Regions from separate parts of the Triticum aestivum genome. Here region 2 is linked to region 1. A link is a contact called in public Hi-C data. All regions are on one chromosome and are shown on one strand. The core of a region is the stretch at or near the end of the contact, and the rest is flanking DNA. Distances in the headings are between cores, read along the strand shown. Region 1 holds the start of LOC123097571. Region 2 holds the start of LOC123097572 (cytochrome P450 714B3).

Region 1 (2,700 bases), core at 93-2,592:
ATTGGAGCTGAGCACTACGGGGTCAGAGGTGCAGCGCCTCATGCTTCTCCCGCTGACCACCGAGGAAAGCGAGGCCAGCTTGGGAGCAAAAGAGCCAGAAGCTGAATATATATAAGCAATCAACCAAGAAATGAGATGCTATATGTGAATAATATACAAATAAGAGATGCTATATAAATGACCTGCAGCGCGCCTTGGCGCGCGGTGCCGGGGCCGATTGTTGTGCCTAAGCGTGTGTGCCAGCCAGGCAAGCTTAGCATGTTTACTGGCCTATGATAAAGCAGAAGCATTTATCCTGATTAATAGCAATAGGAGTTGAGCACAAAGCAGAAGCATTTAGCTTGATTAAGAGCAGTATGGCATAAAGATTAGTGCTATATAGTAGCAGAAGCAAACAAAGCGGTAATGAGATCGATATTGAGCAAGCAAACCACATATAGGGCTAACAGAGAATGCCATTTTTTTCATACAAAGCAAGATTTTGATCTAACATAACAGAGAAACGGGCCTAACAGAGAAACATTTTGATCTAACAGAGAATGGCATAAAGATTAGTGCTATAGAATGGCATTTGGATCTAACATATAGGGCTAATAGTGAAAGCCTTTTCTTGGTGAAGTTTTTGTTGCCCAGAGTTTCGTGGTAGAATACGCCTCCTCTTGCGCCGCAAGGTATTGTTTGACACACAATAGAAGGGAACCAGAAATATTATGCCAGCCTTGCTTGTTTTTTGTAAGGCATGGAACAAAGAAATAGGCCTTTTACTGTGTCTATATGGGCCTACCTGATCGCCTCGAGTTGAAAACAAGAGAATCACGCTCCACGCCTTCATACCAATAGAGAAGCTGAGCCTAGGTGTATCAATTACGAACATGTGTTCTGCTACATCTAAAATAGAAGGATCAGTATGGTCATTACATGGAATTCTAAAGACAAATTAAACAAGTATCTGCTGCTGATAAAAAAAGTATAACAGGATTTGGTGAAATGTCAGTAGATTCTTAGGATCAGGGTAGCAGTCTTCGCCATCTAAAATTCTCTAGTTTGTAATTACACAAAAAATGGAGTTTCATTTGTTTGTATTTACACAAAAATAGAGTTTCCTTTGTTTTTCTACATACAAAAAAATGGAGTTTGCTAATGCAATCACATGTAGCAGAGTTGTTCAAGCAATTGACAGGAGGAGATGATACATACACTAAGCACCACAAAGTCATGTAACAAAAAATAGAGGAAAACTGAAGGAAGAGACAAAGATGGCATTACCTTCACAGGAGAGGTAGACCTGACTTTGTTGGGAGAGGAGCAGGGTAGCGGTCATCGCCATCGCCGACGGGAGGTGTCTCCAGTGAGAAAAGACATGGAAGCAAGTTGGAGATTCGCGACCCAACTACAATGAACTCCACTAAAATCCTTTGAAGCATTCAATTGCTGCAACAGACCTAGAGGAAAGTAGCCCAATTAGCTCACCCGCTCACCAAAAAAAGAAATGGAGGGAAAGAAATCCAAGAACACAAACTTGCACTACAATGGGTGAGTGGATAAGAAACAGAAACATGTAGCAATACAATAAGCCTTTGAAGCACTTAGCCTTAGTTGAGTCTTGCCAGGTAGTTGCTATTTACTACCACTTCAAAATAAGGAAAACAATCATTTTAATTTGTCATTTTAAAATGTCAAGCCACCTCTAACAACCCCATTTCTAACAATTTGTTTTTGGCTAGCCACGGTTTAGATTTGTTCATGTTGTACATCTTTTATTTTCTTTTGGCTATTATATTTTGCCTGAGAAAGAAAAAGTGAGGCAGCCAACAAATCAAGCAAGAAAACAAAGATGCACTTTGCCAAAAAGTAGCTAGATCCAGGACTCTGCTTGACAGTAAAGCGCCAACAAGATTAAAAAAAAAGAGAAAGAGAAACCCCTTCTCTGGAAGCACGCATGACCGAAAATGATTTGCTTGTGCTCTTGGATAAATAGATACAGGTAGATCCAAGGCTTTACAGCAAGACGTATAGGACAGGACACGACCATCAAACCAAGCAAAGCAACCAAGATGTACTCTTTGAAATGTAGCTATATGAAAGTATCACTTTGACAGCAAAGTACCAGGAAAACAACAAAGACAAAGAAGGACCGCTTCTTTGAAACCAGCTAGACCTGAAAATCTCCCCCACATGATGTGAGCAGCGCCAACAAGCAAATCAACAGCTCACTTGTAGGGCATAGAAGAAACACACAAAAAGAAAAATAGGCCCCACCAGAATCCATAGAAGTGACAAAAAACCATGATTCCATCTCATAGTCGATCCAGCTGAGCAAGAACAAAAATACAAGCAAACAGTAATATACTCCTTGATGCCAGGCCTCTACCAACAAGAGCGCAAGCAAGCAAATGGTTGGAGAACTGAGAAGAGAAGAAGAAAAGGGATCGACCTGCAGAACGATGACCGACGTAGTAGTACGAATCGACCAGAAGCACGAGCACCCGCAGTGGACGAACCTGCAAGGGAAAAAGAGCAAATCAAGCATGAGCTCCAGGCAACCACGACTGGGACGGTCAGGGAAAAACACGTACAGATCGAGGGCCGCAGCAACAGATCCGGCGCACAGAGAACAAGAACAGAGGATCTACAACAAATAAGATCCAAAATTAGTTGACAGGAACACTATTTGTTTTTGAATATTTGTTAGTAGCAAAC
Region 2 (2,700 bases), core at 172-2,671, 140 kb before region 1:
ACATCATCCAGTTTTTGAAACTGCTCTGCGTACGATGGTGTTTTCGTCCGACCAATACGACCAGAGAGTAAATCATCTCTAAATGATATGACCCACAAACTGAATTATCTAGGATTGTCTCTAATCGTACAGTGTTGGATAGGCACTCTGTCGTACCTATAGCAAGGTCGTTCAGTTTTAGTAGGGTGGGTCCGAGAGATCAGTTAAATCTTGCAAGCTGATGGCGCCTAGCTCACCTAATAATATTAGTAATATACATGCATCCTTGCTATCCAACAGTGTCATGCAGCAACAGGAAAGGCCAAATTCTGAAATTCAGCAGCACGAGACCACCACAAGTTTAGTCGACCTGTCGACGTTGCAACTTCTAGAATTCACTTAAGATCCACATCACAAATACGGATTGACAGGTTGATTTATTTAAGGAAACCATTTATTTATTTAATACTCCTACTGCTCAGCTGGAACCTCATCATTGTCGGGTCCTGAGAGAGATTGCACTTGATGATGCCAGAATTTTAAAATGGCCAACCTATGTTTGTTGCTATATGGAGTACACCAGCTTAGTGTCCAACACTAGAATGAATCAATCATTCGGCTAAATATGTATGTGCTAATATAAACAATCAAGCATCTTTGGGCTCTGTTAGTGCTTACTACTAAGCTCCTTCCCTCAACAACAACAACAAAAAACAATTAGATAAGCTCCCTCTCTTCTTTGGGAGCAACGCTGCAAACTATTTGGTGGCCGATGCCAGATGGGGGGCATGAGGGGTGAGAAATATGAAGATGACTTTGTTTTTCAGGGAAAAGAACTAGACTGAAAAATTAGTAAGCTAAATATGTATGTATGCAACAGGAAGAAGATGCTTCAAAAGGATGAATAAAGCAAAAATATAAGCTGATGGCCGGAGACACATATATACCATGCTCTTTCCTCCATTTATCGTAGAAGGGCAGCACGGCTGGGCGGTAGTCGTGGACGATGCGGCCGCCGGCTCGGGGAGCCGACTTTGCGGCGGCGACCGCCTCCCTCATGTCGGCGATGTTGCCGTAAGGGAAAGACGGGCGCGGGCCTCCGATGCCCTGCCTCCTGAACCCGGCAAGGAGCCTCTGCGGCACCACCCAGACGGTGTAGTAGAGGTAGATCGCGAGGGAGCACGCCCCCACGCAGCATAGGCTTAGCACCACCTTCATCGCCATGCCCACCTCCATCATCTCTCTCTCACTCTCTCTCTCTACACAGCTTGATCTCTGTACGCACTTCTCTCTATGTGAGGAGTGTCAGAGCGTGTGGGGGTAAAGATGAAGAAGCTAGCTAGCTAGGTGGAGGTGGTACTTCACTGTGTTATATGGGGGACGGGAAACAAGTGGGGAAAGGTGGTAGAGTCCAAACGCCAAGTTTGGCATAGAATGGCTCCCCCGAAAAGAAATCCATCACCGGCAGTGAGTGTGGGCCGGGCCCTGGCAGGGCCAGGGGGTAGTAATATCCAAAGTGTGTATTGCGTGTCTATCCAGCCTTCTCTTTTCTTCTCTTTTCTTTTCTTTTTACAGTACAATATATAATATTCCCCTTCTTTCTTTTTGTTGCGGGAAGGGAAGGCGATCTAGTATCTCTTTTGATCTGCGGCGACGAATCAAAAGGTTCATATTCACTATTCAGGCATGCCTGCGGCCTCATTTCATGAAACAGTCTGAGCTACCACCTGAGCTAGCTAGGAGACAGCAGCTCTCAAATCTCGCCGTCTCGTTCAATCTTATCCACCAAAGTCGGCAAAAAATAATTCTGATGCGTGACTCCACCCACCTCTCCTCCCGGTGGAATGGTGGACTTGTTGTTGCACGGCACCCCACTTCCTCTGTTAGGGCAACTCTAACGCGCTGACGCATTTGATCCGCGTGTATCCATTTGGATCAAATGGATGAAAACGACGGCTCAACATGTCGACGCAAACCCAAAATTCGTCCGCTCGTCGTTCGCCTGGGCGCATTTTAGTCTAAATTTGCGTCCACGCCGACACGAGACGGACGCGCCGCACGTCTGCTCAGTGTCCGCCTCAGGTCCGTGTGTCAGCCGTCCAACAACCACCGCGGTCCTACTAAATGCCCACCTACCAGCTCGGACCCCTGTGACAACCAGTGGAAGCGTCCGGAAGTCCACTTCTTTTAAAATAGCAAGCGCACACGTGTGTGTGTGTGTGGGGGGGGGGGGGGGGCTACTTCCCCGTCCACAGCAAATCTAGTCACACTCGCCATCACGTTGAGGACAGGAAACCTTAGCCCGAGCCATGGGCTTCTTCGGCGGCAAAGGGAAGGGCAAGCCCAAGGTGGAGGAGGGCTCCTCCTCACGCCCACTGGTGGCAAGGTGGGTGCTGGTGCCAGCGGCGGGAGGGAGCGTCGGCCGCCGAACCGCTTGAACATCCCAATGCACCGCGCGCGCTACCGCTGGGAGTACCGCGCCACGCTGCCATGGCCGGACATGAACCTCCACCACGGCTGGCACCTCGACACCCACTGCATCCCGGTGCCGGCGATGCCGCTGTCAGCTCGCGCGCACTCGGAGGAGGTGCGCAAGCGGCGCGCCTTCCTGACGCGGGAGCAGCGCCGTAACCCGGCGTTCGCGCAGACTCCCTCAACTGGGAAGTCTGGTTCACCATCAAGCACGACACTGCCCGCCGTGGTGCCGCTCGCTCAGTTCAC

What was found. Hi-C and Micro-C count contacts between places; a contact is called where the count stands out from the background.
Region 2: a Hi-C map of leaf shows a contact between it and region 1, with 3 times the contacts expected there. The contact joins the promoter of LOC123097572 here to the promoter of LOC123097571 in region 1. A contact is called at or near these places in 2 of 5 Hi-C or Micro-C datasets (both in leaf).

Annotation. Positions count from the first base shown.
Region 1 is chr4D:302,078,199-302,080,898 of IWGSC CS RefSeq v2.1, reverse strand. LOC123097571 reads right to left here and starts at 1,342. Exons shown (of 4, transcript XM_044519342.1): 1 at 1,267-1,342; 2 at 785-879; 3 at 183-270; 4 at 1-101. The coding sequence starts at 1,327. The region is part of intron 1 of LOC123096914 (protein PIN-LIKES 6); the gene reads left to right.
Region 2 is chr4D:302,217,569-302,220,268 of IWGSC CS RefSeq v2.1, reverse strand. LOC123097572 (cytochrome P450 714B3) reads right to left here and starts at 1,421. Exons shown (of 4, transcript XM_044519343.1): 1 at 927-1,421. The coding sequence starts at 1,218.